4 separate regions of the Drosophila melanogaster genome follow, and all the other regions are linked to region 3. A link is a contact called in public Hi-C and HiChIP or PLAC-seq data. All regions are on one chromosome and are shown on one strand. The core of a region is the stretch at or near the end of the contact, and the rest is flanking DNA. Distances in the headings are between cores, read along the strand shown. Region 1 overlaps fog (folded gastrulation). Region 2 holds the start of fog (folded gastrulation). Region 3 holds the start of lncRNA:CR44997 (long non-coding RNA:CR44997). Region 4 holds the start of lncRNA:CR45464 (long non-coding RNA:CR45464).

Region 1 (2,748 bases), core at 44-2,543, 170 kb before region 3:
CACAATGGCGATTGTGCGGCTGGGGCCTTCCTCTTAATTTGATAGCTGGCCAAAAGTCTGCGGTAAGTATCCCACTAAGAATTCGGTGCTGGATTAGCCACAACTTCGAAAGAGAGCCCCGGGCGAAACTCATTCAACCGTACTGCAAACCGCCACTCGGCTTGGACTTTATGAAGATTCCTTTATTGTTCACCTTAACAGTTTGTCCGAAAGTCGGACGCTTAACTCGTTCCGCAGCGAATTGGCCAAAACGACAAAAAGGCAGACGCAAAATAAACCAAATATTCAAGTGCAGGTCGATAGGAGGACTTTCAACTGCGTAATGGGCTTTGTGTGTCAACTGGCCAAAGGAGATGCCAAAGAGAATTTCGTTGCACCCCAGCTTTGGCGATACACTAAGCAAAAGAGTACCGGGATATATTCCCTGGAGTGAGTTGCAATTCTGATCAGAAATCAGAAATCACGCTCTAGACTATTAGGCTACCACAACAAAATTTAGCTGTTTTCCAATGTCTTTTCAAACACGGGTTGCTTTTGTTTATTAAAACGCTTATACCAGCCAGAGAAGATCTGCGAAATAAATGTACCAACAACTGAATTTATCCACCGTTTTAGTCGTTCTTCTCTGTGAAGCTAGAGGCAAATAAGGCGCTAAACGACGGGTTCCAGCCACTGACGAATCGTCAGTTGCGGGAGAAAAAAGCGGTCGAAGGAGGGCGGAAACAAAATCAGCTACAGGAAGCCCACACACGGGCCTGTGCCCGTGCACACACACACTGGCGGAGAAATGACTAACATAATATGTCAAAATATCTGTCAAAATATTCGTCGTAGGTGCGGGAGGCTGCCGTCCGTTTCCAAAAGAAATGCATTAGGAAAATATAGAATTTGCCCGCAGCAGCGAAACTCCGCGATTTCCCCCGCCTGATTTCCCATTTCTTTGGTTGCTCCTTGTCGAAAAATGTCCTCAGTGAACATATGCAGAAGGCATGTTAACATGGCGAATAAAATCTTGTGCGCCTGCATCTGTGTGTTTGCCTAACGAGCTGCATTAGTCGCTGATTGCAGTAGCTGAGCTGTGGTGACAGATGCAGGTGGAGGGGACGGAACACGGGGAAGGCAGTGGCAGTGGCGCCTGGGAAATACGCATCTTGTATTTGGCACCGCACCACCTGGCTTCAGTCGGATCCTCCAACTTTAAATTTAAATCCCAAATGTACTAGCACCCGCACCAAGCACACACGCGCCATCTGTAGGCGACCGGCAGAATGCCTTGGATCTCGTTTTCCGTTGCATACCTTAAGGCTGCGAGTGTTAGTCTAGCGAAACAATTAATTTCGACATGTTGTTAGCACTGTGTTTCATGGAAGAAATTACGTTGATTTCTACAAAAAGATGCACCAAAAAATCCTTGCAACAAGGATATAGGATTATAGATATATAGGGTCTACGTCGATGTAATTAGATCAAGTGCTTATTTATGTATTTCAATATTATTAGTGTAGTTGCTTTTATTGCTTTTAAGGAATTTATAGGTGTGTAATGATCTATTCCAACGACAGCTCTGTCTTATCTATTTCGTACGGATTTTGTATAGACAATTGTACAACGACATTTGGGCACAAGAGAAAACAGACCACTTAAATTTTTAATAGAAACCCCCGATTTTTTGTGATAATTGGATAATAAATAATAAATATTCGTAAAATGCTATTCATACAATTGGGAAAAGGGAATGGGGAATGTTTAAATGGTCTTAAAGGCGTCTGCGTGTGTGTCTTCAACAATCCTGCGTATGCAAACTGAGCCAATGGGTAATGATATGGGAAAAATAGAAAATGTTTTTTCTTTTTACTTAATGCTTACAATATTTTAAGTTGTAACCTATCGATAATCATAGTATCCCGCTTACAGATGTAGTTTAAAATAAAGAGAAAAAATTAAAAAAAAAAATTAAATTAAAATTTAATACTTGTTTTGTAACGCGTAACGAAATAAATTGATGGAAGGCAAGGAAACCTGTACTTGCGAGTGCACACTTTAGAGTCCGCCCAAAGACGTTAAAATAACTTGTGTCTTTGGTCCGGCTCTAGCTCATGGCGTTGGGTGTGGTGGTCTCTCTTGTACAGATACCTTTTCGCTACAGACATTAATGAATAAGATCAGGAATTGACCGTGCTTGCAACAAAAGAAGAGAGGAGCTAGTATACAAAATCGGAGGAAGCCAATTAATACATATATTCGGAAGCGAAACACCGGTGTAATCTACCTATGACTACTTTCCTTAAGAGCATGGGTCTTAAGGAGCCTTTGGTGCCCTATGTCCAGAGAAACATCAGACGAGTTCAGTATTTAAGTTTTTAGTGCTGACTCGTAATTAATGACAATATTTATAACTGATAACAATAAGTACATAATAAATTAAAGAAGTACCTAAATAAATACAAACTAAAGTAAGTTAAGTAAATATAAGGAAATGGGTTTTTTTTTTGTAAATTTGAACAAATTTTTATAAAAGTTATTCAAGAAAATTATACTTAGATAGGCGCGAAGAGCACTTGTTGCTAAATATATTTTTTAGAGGAGGAAAAAATTATTTATTTAAATTTTCCAAAATTCAGTGTTTTTAGTTCATTTCTCTTCTCTATATTCTTGTTCCATAAATTATTATTTTTTTGCTTAAATTAGTTTCTTAAATCGAAAAAGGAAAAAATAAAACAACTGCATGGGAGTGGGTTGCAAGTAAAT
Region 2 (2,700 bases), core at 37-2,536, 200 kb before region 3:
TAGCCTTACATATTTCCGAATGTTAGTAGTGTCTGTAGGGGTCTACCGAACTCGGACAAAATTGAAAATAAAAATTTTATTTAATAAGGTACATACATACATACATAGTACATATGTAAATAGAAACAAACAGCCAACGGAAAATTACCAGGAAGAGCCGTACTGCCTTTTTAAATTGAACAACTAGCAGCATTCAGAAAAAATTAAAAGCAGAGAACATCATTAATCATCCTTTGCAGGCGGCCAAAAGAGAGCATCTCCCTAATTGAGAACAAGAGAACATAACAGAAGAAAATGTTAATCATGTATGGGAAAAACAAAAAAGAAAAGAGAATTGTCGAGAAGAGTAAAAGGGTATACTAGATTCGTTAAAAAGAATGTAACAGGGAGAAGGAAGCGTTTTCAACCATATATGTATATGTATATGTACATGTACTTGTATATGTACATGTGTATATATGTATCGTGATCAGGATCAATCAGGACCAGTCGAACTGGTCATGTCCGTCTGTCTGTCCGTCCGTATGAACGTCGAGATATCAGAAAATATAAAAGCTAGATTCTAGAGACATTAGACGCAGCGAAAGTTTGTTCCCCATGATGCCACGCCCACAAACCTCCCAAAACTGCCACGCTCACACCTTTGCATAATGTTTTGATAGTTTTCCATATTTCTATGACTCTTGTTAATTTTTATCGATATGATAAAAATTCCCACTCTAATGCACCAAAACTGACACTCCCACACTTTTGAGAAATGATTTAATTTTTTTGTATTAAACCAGTTGTTTTTCCAATTTATAGATATGCCGAAGATATGCTATCTTAAACCGCCCAATATATCCTGCCCAGACCTTAGAGAATTAAAATTAATTTTTTCCCACCAATTTCTACTAATGTTCGTGAAAAATGTTGAAAAGTCTCGTCCCACTTGGACTTGCTGAATAACGGGTATCTGATAGTCGGGGAACTCGACTATAGCGTTCTCTCTTGTTTTAAATTAATGACATACATACTCAAAACAATGCACGATCAAAACAGCAAAATGATTTCTTTGTGCAGTTGCAACTTAAGAGCAATGAAAACTGAGCGCGGCTTCAGCGCGCTCTTTGAAAAGAGTTCCCTAATGCCGCGCATCGGCTCTTTTCTCTCGGCTAAGATCATTGTCGAACGCGCGTACATATACATATATACAGTACATGTATATTTATATCTGACCACTCTCTGTCTGTCGCAGCGACTGCGGCGCCGACGTCGACGCCTGCGACGACACGTTTCGAAGCCGCTTCTCATTCAAAAAACAACTGTGAACGTGATCGGTAACGGTGCGTGTTCTCTTGTCCGCCCGCTACAGTCTCTTCAAAAAAAAAAACTTAAAAGAAATGAGGGGGGAAGAAAGCGGATAAAAATCACCAACAATAGTAGCAAATGAAAAAAGTAAAGTAACACTATCATTTCGATTGAATTTGTAACATAAATTCGATATTTAAGAGACATGTGCAATCGGTCAAAACGTGGCGCATATAACTTAAAAGCAAATAGTAACATGGGAATATAAATTTGTAATATACATAAATATCTTCTGATTGTGTCCCTTAAAAACGTTTCTTCGTGTGCTTTTATTTTATCTAAATTTGACCCGATTTTAATTTGAATTTGAACAAGAACCTAAACTAAAACAAAACAAAAAAACATTCGAATGCTTATCTGTAAAAGGAAACAGGAAAGAGAGAACGAACGAAGTGAAAATAAAGTAGAATAAAATAAAATACATACTACGAGGCATGTATAAATATACTACGCTTTTGTGTTTATACTACATTGTGAAACAGTTGTCGTTGTACTTGTTGTTGTCTTTACAGCAACAGGCGTCCGATAATTTATAATCTTAAAAATATATGTGCGCCGTACATATAGATTCGCCTACTGAAAAACCCGAGATCAACTTTAAAATACTAGTACCAACCATAATTTGAAGCTTAGCTTTGAGTTATAAATATTTAGTTAACGTTATTTCACAATGATATATATTAAATATCTACAATATTTCACAATCTTAAGCTATTTTCGGTGCACATGTAGGCATTATTTTTGAATTGCACTCAATGTTGCATACAAAATAATTCTCTTTCGTTTTTCCCAAACAGGATGTTACCATTGATACCTTTTGAAGTCGATTTGTTGTAGTGTGTTTTTTTTTCGTGTGCGCAAAAGTCTTTGTGAATTATATGATAATACATGTGATACAGTTGGAGAAATAAAATAGATAAATCAACAAAATCGAATACAAAACCGTGTTGTCCTAATGAGCCTAACAACTGCAGCGAAAAATGAAAGGCAGCCAGCGACGGGAAAACTTTAAGCAACTGAAAAAAATTTAGTATCTTACAAGTTTGAACTGGCTCTTACCAGCAAGCCAATCAACACATACATATAAAATTCTTAATAAACCAAACAAAAAATTAAGCTCAACCGCCATCAAATCGAAATTCAAAACGAGCCAATTTGTGGTGTTTATTATTTATTTGTATGCTAATTTATTTTTACAACAACTTGATATTAACCCACAATCAAAGAAAAACAAAAGTGGGGAAAAGACAAAGAAGAAGCAACTAAAAGCAAAAGCAGCGCACCTTCTTCGGCATCTTTGTTTTGGGATATAAAACAGCAAAAGTAAGTGGATTGTATGTATTTTTATTT
Region 3 (2,700 bases), core at 102-2,601:
TCCTTAAATGCCAAGTCCAGTATAAGCTTTATAAAAAGTTACACCAAAAATGGCATGAAGGGCACTACGATAATTCACTTGCAATCATATGCATACAAAATTTTTGTTAAGTCGATGCAGTTTTATAAATTATTGGCCGAATAAAGCTACAATATCCCCTCAAAGATTACACAAATAAATAAATACTAGCAATATATATGAAATGCAACGTATAATAACGCTGTTATTAATTCATGATTAAATACATTCTATTTACAAGAAAGAGAAAAAAAGGTATCACATATTTTCCATACACAAACAGATTTTTCTTGAAATATCAGTTAGGCACAGCAAACTGCAACACTAAGCCCAAAAAATGTACATATTTGCTGCGGTTTTTGTTAAAGCCTTTAATGTCCGAATTCAATTTAATGGGTAAAGTTTGTTATTGTGAACTATAAAAAAATATTTTAATTATAAATTGATTGTACGCATTTTATTAAATGGAAAATTCTGTTTATTTTAAATAATTTAGTAGCCTTTTAGGTGGTTCGGTTTATAGAGGGAGACAATACATGTGTAGAGAAGAGCACTTAGTTTGGAGGATTAGGAAATTATTGTTTAAGTTCTTTAGACTTTAAAAAGTCAACGGGTTAAAGTGGCACATGTGTTGGCGCTATGGAAGCTGTACCCCGCAAATCTGGCAATTACTTAATAGGATTCATTAATTTGAAAGTACAGCTCGCTGAACGTATTGAAGGTTGCGAAGTTCAGTGCATTTATTTATCAATGATTCTCTTACGTGCTGACTATTGAAAATATGTGATTTAAAAAAATCGCCCTTTTCGGGCATTTGTTTCATCATTTCCCGCCCACTCCGCTCGTCGTCAATCAATCAATTTGCCGCTGTCATAACAACTGTGCATCAGCAAAAAGTTGGCCCTCTTTTTCACAAAATTCCCCGAAAACCTCGAGCTGTGGTTACTGCGGTTCCGCTTCTGGGGTTACGGTGTATATCTTATATATTGGGACTCACCCGAGAAAACTGGTACGTGTGTTGTATTTTGAGGGCTGCACTTTCTGTTTCCGAATTTGCACTCACACATTGAACTCCAACAAAATATAGCCAAAACAGTGCGCTACACCCGCACAAAGCACTCAAAAAATAATTCAACACTCGCGGGACGTCACAGAAACTGATACTTTTATGATATATTTTTCGAATAATTTCACTTTTGATTTTCGAGTGGAGTTTGGTGAACGATAGCTCCTCATACATACACTTCTTAGCACTCGCCAAAGCTCTACAATGTCTGACGTGCGAAATTCGAGCGTCGCCTGTCCGCTGGACCGGAGCAGTTGGAAAACGCGCAAAGACTGAAATTCGGCGTTGGCCGTCAGCTGCCGGCAACTGCATCCCGTCGCTCGGCTTTTTCCCGACTTTCCCGAGGCGAGGCGGCACGAGCGGCCACGAACTGCAGCCGAGCATCTCAGCAGCATCCACGAAGCGGCTTGTTGCCGCAACATATCAACGGCATTCGACGACGCGGTGTTGTCGTTGTCAAGGGTGCCCCTCGTTCTTGTACTGACACTACCGCCACCGCTAGGAAAATTCCCGCAGCGGGGGCAGCCGCTTTCCCATTTCCACGTCGTGCTATTTTTGTTAACGCCGCCGATGCCGCCGCTGGCTCACGTGTGCGTTAGGTCAGTGACGCTTCGCATGGCATCGTCTCGATGTTCAATTTATTTTCACGCTGCGGCTGCACTGCGAATAATCAGAAATCCCGATTAATGAGGCAAATTTCTGGCGAACGTTAATTATTTTCCATTTTAAAATCAGTTCCTTTATGCTAATTCAAGGTTGGGCAATAGCTGTTTGGTCCCAAGATATGGGAGTAACTAACTAACTTTTCAGAAATCTGCATAACTTCAAAACAAGATCAATAAATAATGAATGAGCCATTACAGTGGGCTTACTTACAGTGGGACAAAAAGCGTGAAAGTTGCTGGACCAAATAATACCGATTAATTTATTTCAGTAGACTTTTCCGTTTGTTTTCAGCTTGCGGCTTGCATTTATTGCTAACAGATGACACAGTGGGTCCATCCGGGGAGATCTTCAATGTGTCAAAATTGTTAATGCAAGAGGCGGCAAGCGGTGCCAATATAAATAAATGAACTCAGAAAAGCTTATGAAGGCAGGAAATATCTAGCATTGGCATTTTCAATTATTTATTTTCTCGTTGTAGACAAAACTTATAACACATAGTGTGTTGAAAAATAGAACATTTTTATACACCATTGCAGTCATAAGTATCAATCTGATAAATATTTGGTATGTTATTTACAAATTTTATGTTAGTAAATGTTCAAATGTCTTATGTTCAAGTAATGAAACAATATGTAATGGCAGAGTTTAAGACCATGATTTATTATTTCAAATCAAAATAATTTTACTAAACTTCCAATAAAGTTAAATAACAATCCTATTGCACCTTTATTTAAACTGTCTGTTGGCTAACTTATAAGAAATCATAAGATAAAACCAAGAGAGCTTGATACAGTCGAGTTCTCTGACTATCAAATACCCCGCGGAATAATATTTGAAAAAATTAAAATATTGTTCAATAGTGTGGGCGTGGCAGTTTTGGGCGGTTTGTGGGCGTCAGAATGGGAGTGGCAAAATTTGAAACAAACTACGCTGCGGCTATGTCTCAGGAA
Region 4 (2,700 bases), core at 47-2,546, 150 kb before region 3:
GCGATTTTCGTTGGCATCATCTTATACGTGGTTGCCTTCGAACTCGAGCATTTCATTCTCATGATTGTTTTATCGTTCATTTCATTTTGTATGCCTTTCAAGTGTTATTATCCTGGCCATATGTTCTTTTCAGATGCGCCCATCTCAGTCGAACACCCATTAGATGCGAACAACAATTACGTGTTGCGCTTTCATTGCGGCCGACTCGTTTGGTTTCCCTTCCTCTTCTCTATTATGCATCCATTGGCGAGGATACAACGGACTCGGGACAAGTGCGAAAAAAGGATTCGAGCCACGTGATATTGACCTTTGAACAACGCTCTGCCGTTGTTGTATTTTCTCTAATGTTTATTTGTAATTTTTGTACCTGTTGTGTGCCATTTCACCAATCCTTGATCCTTTTCCGTCGCTTCTCGGCACTCGCTTCCTGTCCTGTCCAGTTTGGCAATTGTCCTGTTTGTCCAGGACAGGGGCGACATTTGGCATGTCCACGCAATTAGCGCCCTTTTCCGGTCCGCTTTGCGAATCCATTTCCCATGCCTACACCCACACGTTTCTGCAGCCCTCGATTAATTCATTTTCACCAGCCAGCCTCTAACGAGGTCGCATTTGTCCGGCCATCGAAAGGCGGGCGGGGAAAAACACACCAATATGCACTTAAAAAAATTCCACTTCATTCTTTTCGTACTCGTGTGTCGGAGATCGAAGCCACAGAAGCGGGCCGTGACTATTTAACATAAATATCAAAGAATCCTGACTACATGAAATACATGCATATGTACATATGTACTTGTACACTAAAAATATAAACGGCATAAATAAAAAACACTTCAATCTCGACTTCAAAAATATATATCCATTGTGAAAGATATGTTATGCAGTTCGGCAAGCATTAAGTGACTGTAACTGTGATTTGATTATTCTATAATTTTGCTCACTTTCTTTCTTACTCAGCTTTTATGATTTGTGCGATTTGTGCTTTTGTGTCCAACTAATTATTAAGCATAATTATTTATAATTATTTATCACTCCCGACGAGCTGGTGCTTTTGTCGCCCCCAACAAAAGGTGTAGAAGCCAAAAGACAGGCAGAAGTTTAACAGGCCAGAAAAAAAAGGAAAATATGCTGCACAGCGGTGGGAATTTGCGGGCGCAGCTGACGGTCTCTCGGCGTTGGGCAAGGCAAAACATTTAATATCTGATGTTGCAGGAGCTGGGCGTGTCTTTGATCCTGTTGTGCACTGCACTGCCCCACCGGAATCAAAAGACAGGGATATCTGACACCGTAAAAAAAACTTAAGGAAAGTGATTATTACCCGACTTTAAGCTGGCTACAATCACATGTGTATAACTACGAGTATTCTATTCCGATTGTGCATGGTATGTCTCATGGAGCTGGGGATTTTTCTGAGTGTTTTTATTTTGCTTGCCCTGGGACAGTGTTAGTGCCTTAAAGAGTTGCACCTTTGGCCACTCCAAGCCAGAAGAAATCCAGTGCAGAGGGCCAGTGGGAAGGTGGAAAGGACTGGAGTACGTACAGTCAAGTAGAGTGGCTGCCAGTGGAGTGGACTGGATTGTTGTGCTGCTGTGTTCTGGTTTTATTTTCACTTTTTTCGTATACTTCGGACACTGCTGCCGGATTACTGAGCACATGCTTAGACCCTATTTATGGACTCTTAAAACTGCAGCAGCCGCAGTGGCAGCCACAAGAAGCCATCGCCACGGCCACGGTCAATTGATGTCTGGATTCTTCGTCCTGTGTCCATTGTCCGGCGTCCTTTGTGCGGCCAAATACAGATACCTTGCCATGGTAACAGCAACAAAACATCAATATTACTTCGTTTTTGATTTGGCAATCAGGTGTTGTGGAGCTTCCTGCTGACCAAGTTAATGTAAGAAGCAAAAGCTCACTTTATGAGCAACTGCCTCTCTCAATGGGATCCTGAATTTACAGCTTAATAAACTGGCTTTTATATACATCTTTTTATACCAGTTACTTGTAGAGTAAAAGAGTATACTAAATTCTATGAAAAGTAAGTAACGGGCTGAATGATGCGTTTCCGACTATATAAAGTATTGTATATGAATTCTTGATGAGGATCAATAGTCGAGTCGATCTAGCCATGTCCGTCTGTGCGTCTATCCGTATTTTCGTCCAAATTTGAGGACGTAGGGCAAGTTTGTTGACACATATTGCCACGCCCACTCTAGCGCCCCAAAGCCGCCGAACCGGTAACGCCGACACCTTGGAACCATTTTTAAATTATTTCTTATTTTATTCCCCAATATGTGTTGATATCCTAGAAAAATGATGAAATTTCGCCTTCGCATTCACACTAGCTGAGTAACGGGTATCTGATATCTGATTCTCTCTTGTTTCTTTTGCACATAAATACACAAATAATTTTTGCCTTCATTTAAACAATTTGAGAAAGTCGCCGGGTTCTATATACAAAATTTGCCTTCAATACACTGTGAGCATGGCAATAAACATTCGACATGGGAACCAAATCATAAAATATTTGATAAAACTATGTTAGTTTGACGCAACTACGGTGATTGATTTCGGAAGCTGGCTATTAAATTTCATGCTTTTCAAGCATTTCATGAAATGCTTTCGGTATGAACACCTGTAAGTTTTGTTATTATGATAGCGGAAGAACAGAAGGTTCCTTTTTTCGACTTATAGAATTTCATGTAT

What was found. Hi-C and Micro-C count contacts between places; a contact is called where the count stands out from the background. HiChIP or PLAC-seq counts read pairs in DNA pulled down with a chosen protein or histone mark.
Region 1: a CP190 HiChIP or PLAC-seq map of the Kc167 cell line shows a contact between it and region 3, with 6 times the contacts expected there. The contact joins the enhancer-like site here to the promoter of lncRNA:CR44997 in region 3. A contact is called at or near these places in 7 of 107 Hi-C or Micro-C datasets (the OSC cell line, the S2 cell line, embryo and 1 more) and 1 of 6 datasets of contacts at active chromatin or transcription factors (the Kc167 cell line).
Region 2: a Hi-C map of the Kc167 cell line shows a contact between it and region 3, with 5 times the contacts expected there. The contact joins the promoter of fog here to the promoter of lncRNA:CR44997 in region 3. A contact is called at or near these places in 2 of 107 Hi-C or Micro-C datasets (the Kc167 cell line and eye imaginal disc) and 1 of 6 datasets of contacts at active chromatin or transcription factors (the Kc167 cell line).
Region 4: a Hi-C map of the Kc167 cell line shows a contact between it and region 3, with 3 times the contacts expected there. The contact joins the promoter of lncRNA:CR45464 here to the promoter of lncRNA:CR44997 in region 3. A contact is called at or near these places in 18 of 107 Hi-C or Micro-C datasets (the Kc167 cell line, the OSC cell line, the S2 cell line and 8 more) and 1 of 6 datasets of contacts at active chromatin or transcription factors (the Kc167 cell line).

The regions. Positions count from the first base shown.
Region 1 is chrX:22,823,391-22,826,138 of dm6, reverse strand. It overlaps fog (folded gastrulation), which reads left to right. Exons shown (of 3, transcript NM_001272855.2): 3 at 1-1,822. Among named protein-coding and RNA genes, the nearest start is that of CG42346, 7.6 kb to the left of the region's middle. Within about 2 kb of position 1,293, at least 28 of the 39 cell types and tissues checked have an H3K27ac peak or open chromatin away from gene starts, as enhancers often do. A contact at or near this core is called in the Kc167 cell line, the S2 cell line, embryo and 1 more, where this site is marked.
Region 2 is chrX:22,853,780-22,856,479 of dm6, reverse strand. It overlaps fog (folded gastrulation), which reads left to right and starts at 1,286. Exons shown (of 3, transcript NM_001272855.2): 1 at 1,286-1,437. The region is part of intron 1 of CG42346; the gene reads right to left.
Region 3 is chrX:22,655,975-22,658,674 of dm6, reverse strand. lncRNA:CR44997 (long non-coding RNA:CR44997) reads right to left here and starts at 1,351. Exons shown (of 4, transcript NR_123990.1): 1 at 1,016-1,351.
Region 4 is chrX:22,805,995-22,808,694 of dm6, reverse strand. lncRNA:CR45464 (long non-coding RNA:CR45464) reads left to right here and starts at 1,296. Exons shown (of 1, transcript NR_123991.1): 1 at 1,296-2,194.